Linked DNA regions of Pan troglodytes: region 2 is linked to region 1. Evidence: chromatin contacts called from public HiChIP or PLAC-seq data. All regions are on one chromosome and are shown on one strand. The core of a region is the stretch at or near the end of the contact, and the rest is flanking DNA. Distances in the headings are between cores, read along the strand shown. Region 1 holds the start of DOCK5 (dedicator of cytokinesis 5). Region 2 holds the start of KCTD9 (potassium channel tetramerization domain containing 9).

Region 1 (6,342 bases), core at 2,424-4,923:
TTCAACATGACTATCCTACGGTTCCTTCATCCAGAAACCAAATCTGACCAGTACACACTTAGAAAAGTCCAGAAAGCCAATTTTCCCAACTATATTTAAGCAAGTCTGTCTGCTCCATGCTTCCTTGTTTTCTCAGCAGAATATCTCATTCTCTTACTTGCAGAGATAAAGACAGAGTGGAGGCTCTCCCTTCCTCCATCTAACCAAACAAAATTCAACCCATATTGGGGTGAATGAGATGTTATGCCTAATGGGAAGAAAAAGAAGAGGAAAAAACTGCATTCAATTACCAGAGAAGCGAGGTTAGTGTACTTTAGAACGGCACCCCAACATCAAGGACAAGCAAACTGAATGCACTAATACCTGGTACACCTGTTGAGTGCTAGGAATACCAAACCACAATGGTCTGATTCACTGAACCCAAGGATGGCACAGTCCAGGAACTGCGAGGAAGAAGCAAGGAGGTTTGGGACAGTCTGACAAATAGCAAATTTGAAGAAGGGAGTAGGAATGGATTTGAGCCCTCAAGGAAAGGTGAGCTGTCTGAGGCAGAGTTGGGAGGGCACTCCTGGCAGGGACAAGCACAATGGGAGCAAAGTCCCAAAGGAGGGACTCTGCAGGGTATGTTGCACAACAGTGGGAAGGGCAGTTGGTCTGCATTGGAGAGCTAGTGAAAGAAGCCTTGAGAGATAATGCTGAAGATAGGCTGAACCAGATTATAGGAACCTTGGAACTGAGGCTCAGACTTTATCCTGTTGACCACGAGAAGCTTCCAAGCAGGGAGGTGACATAAACATAAGCAAGGAGGTGACAAAAACAACAATGAGTTTTAGGAATAAGCAATGGAGATTTCTCTCTTCAGTTAATTTATCCCAACTGTGGGTCCTTTTGTCAAACCCAGACAAACCAGAATCTATGTCTGGTGAAACAAGCGTTCAGAATTATATCCTGGAGCAGTTTCCCTAACACCTAGGCCCTGGAAATGCAATCCAAATATTTTACACACACACACACACACACAATTTCCACCCATATTTCCATATACCTATATATACACACACACACATATACGTATATATACATATATATGTATATACATATATGTGTGTGTATACATGTGTGTATATATACATATATATACTATATATATGTATATATAGTTTTTTTTTTTTGAGATCGGGTCTCACAGTATCACCCAGGCTGGAGTGCAGTGTCGTGATGGGGGCTCAGTGCACCCTCAACCTCCCAGGCTCAAGCTATCCTCCCACCTCAGCCTCCTCAGTAGCTAGAACCACAGGCACAGGCGACCATGCCCGGCTAAATTTTTTTCGTATTTATTGTAAAGACCCGTTTGCCATGTTGCTATGCTAGTTTTGAACTCTTGGGCTCAAGGAATCCTCCTGCCTCTGCCACCCAAATTGTTGGGATTACAGACGTGAGCCATCGCACCTGGCCCAAATATTTTTCTTGACCGATAAGTGACACAGTAAACTGACTCCAGAACATAAAAACAAAATATTAAAAACATATTATACTTGCTCCTAGGACTATGGCAATAAAAACCACATTTTTGAAACATGTTTGCATTAATTACCCTCAACTGAATAGTTTTGCAAAGAGGTTTTAATCCTGATAAAATTAGAGTTGATAACATTTCTGTAGTTATTAGGCATTGTAAATATGCTTTCATCTAGGGGCCAGGTGAGGTGGCTCATGACTGTAATCCCAACACTTTGGGAGGCAGAGGCAGGCGGATCACCTGAGGTCGGGAGTTTGAGACCAGCCCGGCCCAGATGGTGAAACCTGGTTTCTACTAAAAATACAAAAATTAGTCAGGTGTAGTGATGCAAGCCCGTAATCCCAGCTACTAGGGGAGGGGGGCTGAGACAGGAGAATTGCTGGAACCCAGAGGTGGAGGTTGCAGTGAGCCGAGATTGCGCCACTGCACTCCGGCCTGGGCGACAGAGTGAGACTCCCTCGTCAGTCCGTCTCAAAAACAAACAAACCAAAAAAAAAAAAAAAAAAGAGCCCTGAGGCAGAAGCAACATCTCTACCCATTTCTGAGATGCAGCTAAGGGAGAGACTAAGATTCTAAAAGCAACTTAAGAGCAAAAAAGAAAATGTCTTTTGAATTGAGGGAAAACAAAGAATAATAAATATATAAAGGATCACAACCTAAGAATAATATAGTAAATATGAGACTATTAAAAAACAAAACAAACAACAACAAAAAACCCTGACTCCTGGCTACAGAGTTGAAAAGCCCCTAGACACGTTGAGTAGCTCTTAATTGAGACTGCACTTCATTAACCAGTGAGGTGAGGAAAAACAGGACCTCAGTAAGCGAGTAAAGTCAAAGACTAAATTACAAACAGGCCAAATGAATGGATCTGAGAGGAAGTGATAAAATTCGCAACACACTCAGCCGTGTTTATTGTAGGGAATCACCCCAGGTCTAACTGCCATTGTAATCACCCCGTTCAGGGCAGAAGTCTTCCCACAGGCCCTCAATAACCTCAATCCTTGATAAAAAGCCAAAGGAGCCTGACTTTCCACCTGGGTCAAAATCCCCGCACATCTATTGTTTCGGAGCCAAAGCACCACCACCAGCAACCCCTGCGCACAACCCGGGGCTCTCCAGCACCGCTGTTCTGAATGCCAAGTGCCCAGCACGGGGTCTGGCACCGTTTCCTTAATAAAATGTCCTCTTCTCGTCTCCAGGATGAAACTCAGGATCCGGAAGGCAGCCTTACACCCTCTCCAGACAGGCTCCGTTAGGGGATGAGTGCGCACAAACAGCCCCAGGGGCCAGCCACCCCCTTCCCGTGCCACAACTTCCTGTCCCTTCCATCACTTCCACGCCACGACTCTAGTTTCCATCCAGCTCACAACTGTCATCAAGATCCCAGTCTCTGGAGGAAAGGGGGCAGGGCGGCTTTCCACCCTCAACTCCTCACTTAAGGGGCGTCTGAGAAGAACCTACGAAAGGAGGGGGGGAGCAGAAAGCACTGGGACAATGAGCACCAGTCCATGGGCCGACCCGGGCTGGTCACCTACTCCCAGGTGAAACCCACGCTGGGCGCACGGGGGCGAGCTACAGAGCTGCGGCCCCAAAAGAGCAGCAGGCGCGCCCCCCTCGCGTTGACATTTCCCCGGTGTGAAGTGCCGGAGATTGGGATGCAAGAGCGGGATTACGGTCCCGAAGCTCAGCTGCACTTGGAAGCACTCGGAGTCCCCAAACCCTGGGCGACTTCCCCACCGGCGCTACCGCCCCCGGCTCCCAGAGCTGCGCAGCCGGGCCGAGCCCCCGGCCAGGGTCCTCCGCCGGGCTCTGCGCAAACCTGGCAGGGCCGCTGTCCGCGAACTTGGCCGCGTGGGTCGGGCCGGGACAAGGTGGGGCGCGCACTCACCAACCCCGTACTTCTGCCTCTTGGTCGGGATCCAGCGGGCCATGGCGGCGACCTCGCCCCGCGGCGGCGGCGACTAAGGCTGCTACAGCTCCTCGGGCTCCGGCCGCCGCCGCGCCGCGCTCCTGCGTGCCCCAGACGCTTCCGCCATGTTCCGCCAAACTTCGCTGGACTCCGCGGGCCGCCTCCTCGCCGCGCCGCCCGCGCCCGTGCCCGTGCCCGCGCCGCCCGCGGTCACCTGCTGGGCCGGGCGGCAGCGCAGCAGTGCGCGCCCCTCCCGGCGCCGCCCCAGCCCCTCCCGCCGGCCGCGCCCTCCGCCCGCCGGGGCCGCCTCCGAGCCGCGGGCGCCCGGCTTCTCCCGCCCGCGCCGCTCTCTGCGCTCTGCCGGGCGGGGGCCGACTGCGGCTCCGCCTCGCGCGCTTCCCTGGAGCGGCTTCCCGGGCCGGCGGGACTTTGACGCTGGCGGCACTTTGCCTTTCTCCCGCCCTCCCCACCCGGCTGATACCCCGGAGGCTGGGTCCCGGGGGTCCGGCTCCCGACAGAGGGCTGCGCTGGAGGAGCCGGGCACGCCGAGGCCGGGCGGCCGGTGGGCGAGGGATGCAGGCTGCGCTCCCACGGCGCGCACCGGACCCTTGGGGAGCGGAAACGGATCAGCGAGAGCGGCTTCTTGCTCGGGGCACCTCCGGTGCCTGGCACTAAGCGGGTGCGCAATAAATATTTGTTGAATGAATGAGCAGTTGACTTCTGCCTTCACCCCCTGGAGCTTGAACCCGTGCCGCGAGCGCGAGAAGCCGGACTCAGGGCAGACTGAATCTCCCGGGGCCACCGCTTAGAGCCTGGAAAGCAGAACTTTTATCACCGGAGAGCTGGTGCAAGGGAGGTGGGGTCCTCAGAAGTATCAGACCGTTTGCTAGGGGATCCTCTGCAGGGAAATTGTTTAGAAAGCCCTAATTTGGAAGTCCTGTATCCCCAAACTCCGGGGACCCCCCAACCTTAAGCTGAAGAAACTTAGACCCTCATGCCCAGACCTCCCTTTCCCAACCAGCCAGCAGCCCAGAGAGCATTCCCGTGGAGAAGGGAACAAGGCGCATCCCCGTCTTTTCTCCGTCGACGGCTGCCTTTTCTTGACGAAGATCCCAAAGGGGCTGCGCATTTGAACCGCCTTGGGCTCCAGGTGGCGCCCTCTCTAGAGCTCCCCTCTTGGAATTCATTTCTTCCTGGAGAGACTTGGAGAATGAAGATCCAGGGGTTTCTCGCTACCTTGTACCGAGAAGTAACATTGCAAGTAGAGTAAATGACCAGCTTAATTACGTTCACCTTCGAAGAAGATTCCTCTAGAGAGAAATTATATCCTCCTTGCAGTCTGTGAAGGTTTTCATGCTTTTTAGGAATATAAAAGAAAGGAAGACAAACATGTAGTAAAGATAGTAAAGGTAGTTGGCCGGGCGCGGTGGGCTCATGCCTGTAATCTCAGCACTTTGGGAGGCCGAGGCGGGTGGATCACCTGAGGTCAGGAGTTCCAGACCAGCCTGGCCAACATGGTGAAACCCCTTCTCTACTAAAATACAAAAGTTAGCCAGACGTGCTGGTGTGCTCCTGTAATCCCAGCTACCCAGGAGGCTGAGGCAGGAGAATCGCTGGAACCCGGGAGGCAGAGGCTATAAGTGAGCCGAGATCGCGCCACTGCACTCCAGCCTGGGCAACAGGGCAAAACTCCGTCTCAAAAAAAAAAAAAAAAAAGACAGTAAAGATAGATAGGCAAACAAGGTAACAAGATAGTAAAGTTTCATTGGAGAATTAGTGCATTTTAACTTTGGTGGTTTTTTACCAAACGAGGTCTGAAATTTTTTTTAAGTCCTATTCACGGTGGGTAACTACTAGAGCTGGCTTTTTTTTTTTCTCCATCAACCAATAGGTATTTATTCACAATGTTTAACAATAATGTAAGAAATTCCTCTGTCACTTTAGACTTGACATCCAGAAAGAATTCCACCATCTTCCCTAAAATAGTTTATCTTCCTCCATTAGTATATCATGATTCTAATTTCCCAGGTTAGGTAACTTCTTCCTTCTTCACACACATATTAAATGCCTACACATTAAGTGCCAGGCATCACTCTAAGAATGAGGGTGCAGCGGTGAATACAGTAAAATGTGTCCCTTCACAGAGCTTCTAGTCTAGACGGGGAGAGTAAGACAGTAAAGAAATGTACACCAAACGAGAGTAAACATTAGAGAAAAATCCGAAGCAGGGAGGATAGGGCGTGTAGGGTGCTGCTGTTTTTATGGAGTGGTCTGGGAATGCAGCTCTGCTAAGCTGAGGCTGAGGTGTAGACCTGAAGGAAGTGAAGATTCCGGGAGAAAGTATTCTGGAAAAGAGGAACAGCAAAGGCAAAGGACACCAAGCGTGTTTGGCAGGTTCCCAGGTCACCCAGAGATCCTAGGTAATGAGAGCTGAGTAACAGGTGAGAGGAAACTTGGTCTAAGAGGCAGAGGAATGCCGGATAGAGCAGAACCCTGGCAGGCATATGGACTTTATATATTACTACTACAAGAGAGGTTTGGAGGGCTTCGAGCCAACCTGGAACATATTAAACTTGCCTGCTGTGGTATGAATCCATTGTAAAGGGGCAAGGGAGGCCCACATGGATGGATGTGGGGAGGCTATTTCAGTCATTCAGGCAAGACATGAAGGTAGTTGGGTCCAGGAGGATAAGGATGGAGGTGAAAAAGATGTTGGGTTCTTGACATATGTGAAAATAGAACCTGGCCAGATGTGGTGGCTCACACCTGTAATCCCAGCATTTTGGGAGGCTGAGGTGGGAGGATTGCTTAAGATCAGGAGTTCAAAATCAGCCTGGACAACATAGTGAGACCCTCCTCTACTATATATATATCCTGGGCATGGTGGCTGTGCCTGTGGCCCTATCTACTC
Region 2 (6,151 bases), core at 1,704-4,203, 280 kb before region 1:
TATAGTATTTCCTTCTTTTCCATCTAAGTCAGACTTCACAAGTAAACTTCATTTCTACTGCTCGAAGGACATTAGCCAGAATCAATCTTCTGTTTGTGTTTTTTATTTTTTTTTGGAGACAGAGTTTCACTCTTGTTGCCCAGGCTGGAATGCAATGGTGCGATTTCGACTCACGGTAACCTCTGCCTCCCGGGTTCAAGCGATTCTCCTGCCTCAAACTCCTGAGTAGCTGGGATTACAGGCATGCACCACCACGCCCGGCTAATTTTGTATTTTTAGTAGAGACGAGGTTTCTCTATGTTGGTCAGGCTGGTCTCGAACTCCTGACCTCCGGTGATCTGCCTGCCTCGGCCTCCCAAAGTGCTGGGATTACGGGCTTGAGCCACTGAGCCCAACCCTGTTTGTGATTGTTAAAGGAGGTACATCCTGCTCTTTCAGTATTATATTTTCTTAATTGCTCTTAAACTTTCTCTTATTTTTGCCATAAATGAAAACAAAATGCATTATTACTATTCATATCATACACCCTCCTGTATCCTAGGTGACAGGTCAAAAAGTGACTCACACACACATTATTTTCTAGTATTGGCATCAAGCACGACTCTGACTTGGGAACATTATCATGCTGGGTGCCCTGCGATTCCGTGATCCCTGCTATGCTAAATGAACTCTGCATGTGCACAGAAGTCTCTCTGAAGAAGCAAGTTTGCAGAGTAGGCAATTTAGGTACCTAAAATATGACAGTACGTATAAACAAATAAAGCTGAGTTATATTAAAGTTATTTTTAAACTTGAAAAGCATTACAACAGAATGACAACTTTTCTTACCTGCGGAGTTCCTAACAAAGCTTTCAGGTGTAATTCCCAATTGCTCTACGGTTACTGTGGAAAAGTTCAAAGGTGATTTAAAAGTATCTGGTGTGCAAGGATTAGGAGGTAATTCCGCATGCTTCTGAGGAGTCACAATCTTCCCAGTTCCCAAAATGAAAGAGGCATTTCCTGAAACGGACGACATATTGTAGGGGTGAGGACAACTCTCTGTCTAAACCTTCAACTTCACAAGGAGACAGCAGATCATCACATACCAGCATTATTCATTGCAGACTCCTTGGTTTCAGGGGGCTTGTCTTTTGAATTGGCATCCATCTAAGAGGTGAAGAAAAACAATGAAAAATAACCCCACCAGCAAGATGAACGTGATTCGATCACGAACCTTATTCAGGACTGAATTGTAATACAGTCCATACTGGCATAGAAACACACGTCACAGGTTTCATTTTTTATTTTAATTTCTGTGGGTATACAGTAGATGTATAATTTATGGGGTACGTGAAATATTTTGATACAGGCATGCAATTCGTAATAATCAAATCAAAGTAAATGAGGTAGCCATTATCTCAAATATTTATCCTTTTTGTTATAAACAATCCAATTATACTTTGTCATGTTTAAATGCACAATTAAATTATGGACCGCCACCCTGTTGTGCTAGCAAATACTAGATCTTATTCATTCTATGTTTTTCTACCTATTAACCATCTCCACTTCCTTCCCATCCATCCCCAATACACTTCCCAGCCTGTGCTAACCATTCTTCTACTCTAAGCGCGTACTTTTAAAGCCAAATTAAACAGAAAGAAATGGAGAAAACTGCTGTTCAGGCACCAAAGCAGACCCCAAAGGATAAGCCATGGCTTTTCAACCGTAGCGAAAACCTGAATCATAAGGGTACCCCTCTCAAGACGCAGCTCTGTCCATTTCCAGAAATTCTCTCAACAGGTCCGGATGCACTCCTGGTCACCCAGAGCAGCTCCTGACAGGAGTACTAATTCTGTGCTGCAGGGTAAGCCGAACAAAGTGCCTAGAAATGCCCCGGAGAAACAGCCCCGTGGCAGCGCGGATGCAATCCTACCTCTCACGCCGCACCTGAAGGCCCGCCAGGCAGACAGGCTTACTCCCAGAGCCCCGTGGCAGGCGAGCGTCGCGTCGTACGCTCCTTCCAGACCCCGGCTCCTCTGTCCGGAAGGGCTCTCCTGGCAAAGCACCCGCAGCCGGGAGCCGCTCTTCGAACCCGGAGCCCGAGGTCCCGGCGGCTGACCTGGACTCACAGCCCGCGCTGATCCTGGCCTGCGCTCTGCCCGGCAGCCTCCTCCACCCGCCTCCTCCGCCCGCCGACCGATTCAAATCCCCGACCCCGCCCCTCGGTGCCGAATTTACTCTACGAATCACTCCGCCACCTCCCCCTTCTCCAGTCCGCGCACACTCCGAGCGCTCCCAGGCCTCTCCCTCGGCACTGGAGTGGCTTTCTGGGCTCGGAGAGGGACCACCGCGAGCTGCAGTCAACCCGAGGACTACAGACACCTGCCACTGCCTTGTGACCTCGGGGACTACTTTTCAGGAGAGTCTCGCGGAGTAACGCTTCTCTTAGCTCTTTAACTCCGCCTCCCACCTTTCTATTGGATGCTGCAAACTTCGAAAAGACTCATTCAACCAATCCTAACAGAGCGACGAGCTGGCTCTTACCCAATCAGTCCGTCCCTACCGCAGCCGTTTCCTAGCTGGGCCGGCTTGTGGGCGGGGCTAACGCTGGAGGAGGGGCTGACTGGTGCTTGGGTCCCTTTCAGCGCTCCACCTCCTTTCCCTAGACCCCGCCCTCGTATGCAGATAAGCGCTACCTAAACTAGAGGGTGCGCCTGCTCAGTAACGCTGGAAGCCGCCGTCCGGCTCCAGGAGCCTCTCTGATTGGCTGATGCCCCTTCCCGTCTACTAGCCTTCAGCGTCTCTTCCCTCCCTCCGTCCCGGCTAGGTTAGCCAGAGCCCGCCCGATACTGGGTGCTGATTGGCTGGACTCTGTCCGGTGACGCGGGTTGGTTGGTACGGCAGAGTGTCAGTCTCGGAGAGGTGGGGGAAGGGCCCCAGGCAGGCTGAGGAGCCTAGGGGCGGGGTGGGAAGGAGGACCGGCCGAACCCTGGGTGTGGGACAGAGTGCGTGCGTGTGGTGTGTCCCCAAGGACAGGAAGGTGGCGAAGGGAGGCGAATCCGAGTGGGTGGAGGGAGGGGAAGGGCGGGAGGAGAAAAAGGTGGGAGGAGGACCAGGTGGGAGGGTGGCGGCTCACTCAGGACCCAGCGGGGGCAGCGCGATGAGGCGGGTGACCCTGTTCCTGAACGGCAGCCCCAAGAACGGAAAGGTAACGGGGGCGTGAGGGGGCGCGGCGGGCCGGGGGTCGGGGCGAGGGCGGACGGTGCGGAACCGGCTGGCGGGGCAGCGGTGAAGTTGGGTAGAGGGGCTGGGAGGTGGGCGTGCGCGGGCTGGGGGCGCTCGGGGACAGCACAGGGTCCCCGCGGCCTCCTCCCGACCCTCAGGACCCCCGTGCCCGAGCCTGCCCTTCAGTGCCTCAGCTGCCTGGGGGCCGGCGCGGTTCGGCCCGGGGGCTCCGGGTCTCCCGGATGCGCGGTGCGGGGGGCGCGGGGACGGGGGCGCGGGGAGGGCCGCGGTCACCTGGGCGCCCGGGCGGTCGCGCCTCTTCCCGCTTCTCCCCGAGACCCCGCTCCCGCCTGCGGGAGGAGGCGCGCCGGCTCCGGTGCTGAGTAATGATCTGCTCGGAAAGTGGCGGCGAGCACCAGAGCCTGTGGAGATGGGTCAGGGAGACAGAAGTAAACTGCCCGTGGATAAACAAAATCTTCTCCCATCCGAGGTCGCAGACAGGATTTTTTAAATGGGGGCATTTTCTTGTTGATTTTTGCCCTCTTCTCTGAGATGCCTCAAGCCCCCACGCCCCGCCGCCGCCAAACTTCTCTGTACTCTTTTTATTATTTTGCCTTATTTTGATTCCCTAGAGGACGGGTACAGCAGACCCAAAAGGGATCGATTTGACAGTCGCCTTTGCTGTGTTAGGCCTTTGCGGAGGGTGTGGTGCTAAGTGTTCTTCCAGCGCTGGAGCAAGCCAAAACGAATTCTCTTCCTTCCCAGCCTTTTGCCCCACCCATGAAAGTTGTTCTGCTCCTTTGGGAAATTTTCACTGTTCGAGGCAGACATTTATTGCGTTGCTAAATGATACCTAGAAGTAACTCAGCCTTTACGAGTCTAAGGTAAAGGTAAATGGGTCTCGCTGTGTTGGTTGCCAAAATACTCTGCTGCCTGCACATTCGGGGAACACTGTAAATTTTCAAATAGTGAAATTGTCCAGTGGCATTAAAAATGGCTTTCCGATTATTCAGTGTAGAGTAAACATGCTCCGAAAATTCGAACCAGAGTGTGGTTTGTTGGCTATAATTTTACGTTCTTTTGGTCTTAGAGATTTAATACTCATTTAAAAACAGAATTGGTATAAATTCGAGTTCTTGAGTTATCATGAATGCTACCCCGAAAATATGTTCACGAAGTTTACATTTCTCATCACTATTAACTTTTTCTAAACCTGTTCTGTACTTAGCTACTACCTGTTATCTAAAACGTATGTTGTTACTCTAAGAAAGATTTAGTATGTTCAAAATTGGTAATATTTCTCAAAAACAAACTTCTGGTTGACCTTTTTAATGCAGTATCTCTGCTATGTTACTCATGGAAGACAAATATTTAAACCTAGTCATAAATATTTTTGCTCTAAATCTCTCCCAAATCCACTCAATTTGGTTGTCAAAAATTAACTGAGTTGGTCTTTCCATATTGTTGTTCACACGGATTTTTTTTTTTAAGCTATCTAGTTTTGACTAGATTAGATTCTTGGATTTAAATTTTATTTACTTTAAAAATATTCTGTTAGAGAATCTCAGAAGATTGGGGAAAATGCATCTCAAATAATTAAATATAAATATGTTTATGTTACAACGTAAAAATCCAAACTGGAGAGTACTAGATAAAAAGAAACAAAGCCATGATCTTCACTGCTCAGCTGATGAACATATTCTAAGACGTTGGCAGTGTTTTCTCTCCCTTCAGTTGATTAAAAAAATTTATAATTATTCTTATTTGACAAAAGAGCTGCATAATACATAACAGCTTGCATTTTTATATATAAAGTGACTAATTGGATTGGCATGATCATGACATGAATGTTCATTAAGAATAAGCTGGGAAAAGTGCTACTCAAATAGAATAGAATTTGATTTCCCATCCACCAGTTGGAATATCTGTACCACTTACTTTATCTCCTTTACCTCGCTTCTGCTTTTGTTTCCTGGTTATAAGAATAATCTCTGTTTTTTCAAGTAAGTTTCCCTCTCATAGCTTGTTTAGTAGTTACCAGACTGTGAGACTATGAAGCCTGGGGAAGGGCGTGGAGAGGCACAGAATTCTTCCAAGGTGCTGTGGTATATGCTCGCCAGGAATTGTCTGTGTATTGAATGAATGTAACTAGTGGTGGACGTATTTGACGTTGGAGAGAGGGCTATGCATTCTCTAAACTGTGGTTTCTGGAGTGAGATGACACACCACAGACAGTGTCCAAGACGATTTATTGGAGGTCAGGAAGAAATATACCTTTTGTTTATATCTTACACTTAAAAATATAAAATAATGTGAAAACTTGATTTTTCCGATCTAGAAAGACACAGGTGCCTCCAGTCACTGAACATTCAGCTGGTCTCAGGTCTCCTGTAAGAAGGGACGGCCTTCACATGTGAAAAGGTTAATAGTGTCTTCTTCACGGATTGGTTGTCATTGACATTGTGATATGGAAGCTTACAACTGGCACATTAAGATTTATATCTAGTTTTAACCAAATTAACCATCACCAAAATGCCAAGTGATCTTAAAGGATTACTTCAAAGAAACTGCAGCTTGAGACAGTATTAATTATGCAAGCACAAGTAAACAATGAGGAAATGGCAGAAGCTGCCACTTCTCCTAGTATGTATAAACCATGAGACTAAAAAAAAGAGTGGGTCTCTTTGGACCTGAGAAGTTGAAACAGTGCTGAGTTTTAAAGAAGAATATTTGAAGTCCTATTTATTAATTGCTATTAATAATCAGCCTCTCCCTAAGCGTATGTTATTCTTTGAAATATTAGCCATTGATAGGATGAGTCATCCTAGTTAGCAAGATATTTAGAAATACGTTCTAGGGCATGAAGACAAATGGCTTCAGATTTTTATCTTTTCTGATTTTTTTGGTGTTTGTTTTTTACTTTTATTTATTTATTTATTTATTTATT

The links. HiChIP or PLAC-seq counts read pairs in DNA pulled down with a chosen protein or histone mark.
Region 2: an H3K4me3 HiChIP or PLAC-seq map of stem cell-derived excitatory neurons shows a contact between it and region 1, with 4 times the contacts expected there. The contact joins the promoter of KCTD9 here to the promoter of DOCK5 in region 1. A contact is called at or near these places in 1 of 7 Hi-C or Micro-C datasets (stem cell-derived neural progenitor cells) and 1 of 1 datasets of contacts at active chromatin or transcription factors (stem cell-derived excitatory neurons).

What each region holds. Positions count from the first base shown.
Region 1 is chr7:33,541,072-33,547,413 of NHGRI_mPanTro3-v2.0_pri, reverse strand. DOCK5 (dedicator of cytokinesis 5) reads right to left here and starts at 3,673. Exons shown (of 52, transcript XM_519666.8): 1 at 3,411-3,673. The coding sequence starts at 3,453.
Region 2 is chr7:33,816,141-33,822,291 of NHGRI_mPanTro3-v2.0_pri, reverse strand. KCTD9 (potassium channel tetramerization domain containing 9) reads left to right here and starts at 2,953. Exons shown (of 12, transcript XM_001161064.8): 1 at 2,953-3,187. The coding sequence starts at 3,140. CDCA2 (cell division cycle associated 2) reads right to left here and starts at 3,006. Exons shown (of 15, transcript XM_009455055.5): 1 at 1,913-3,006; 2 at 1,086-1,146; 3 at 829-999. The coding sequence starts at 1,146.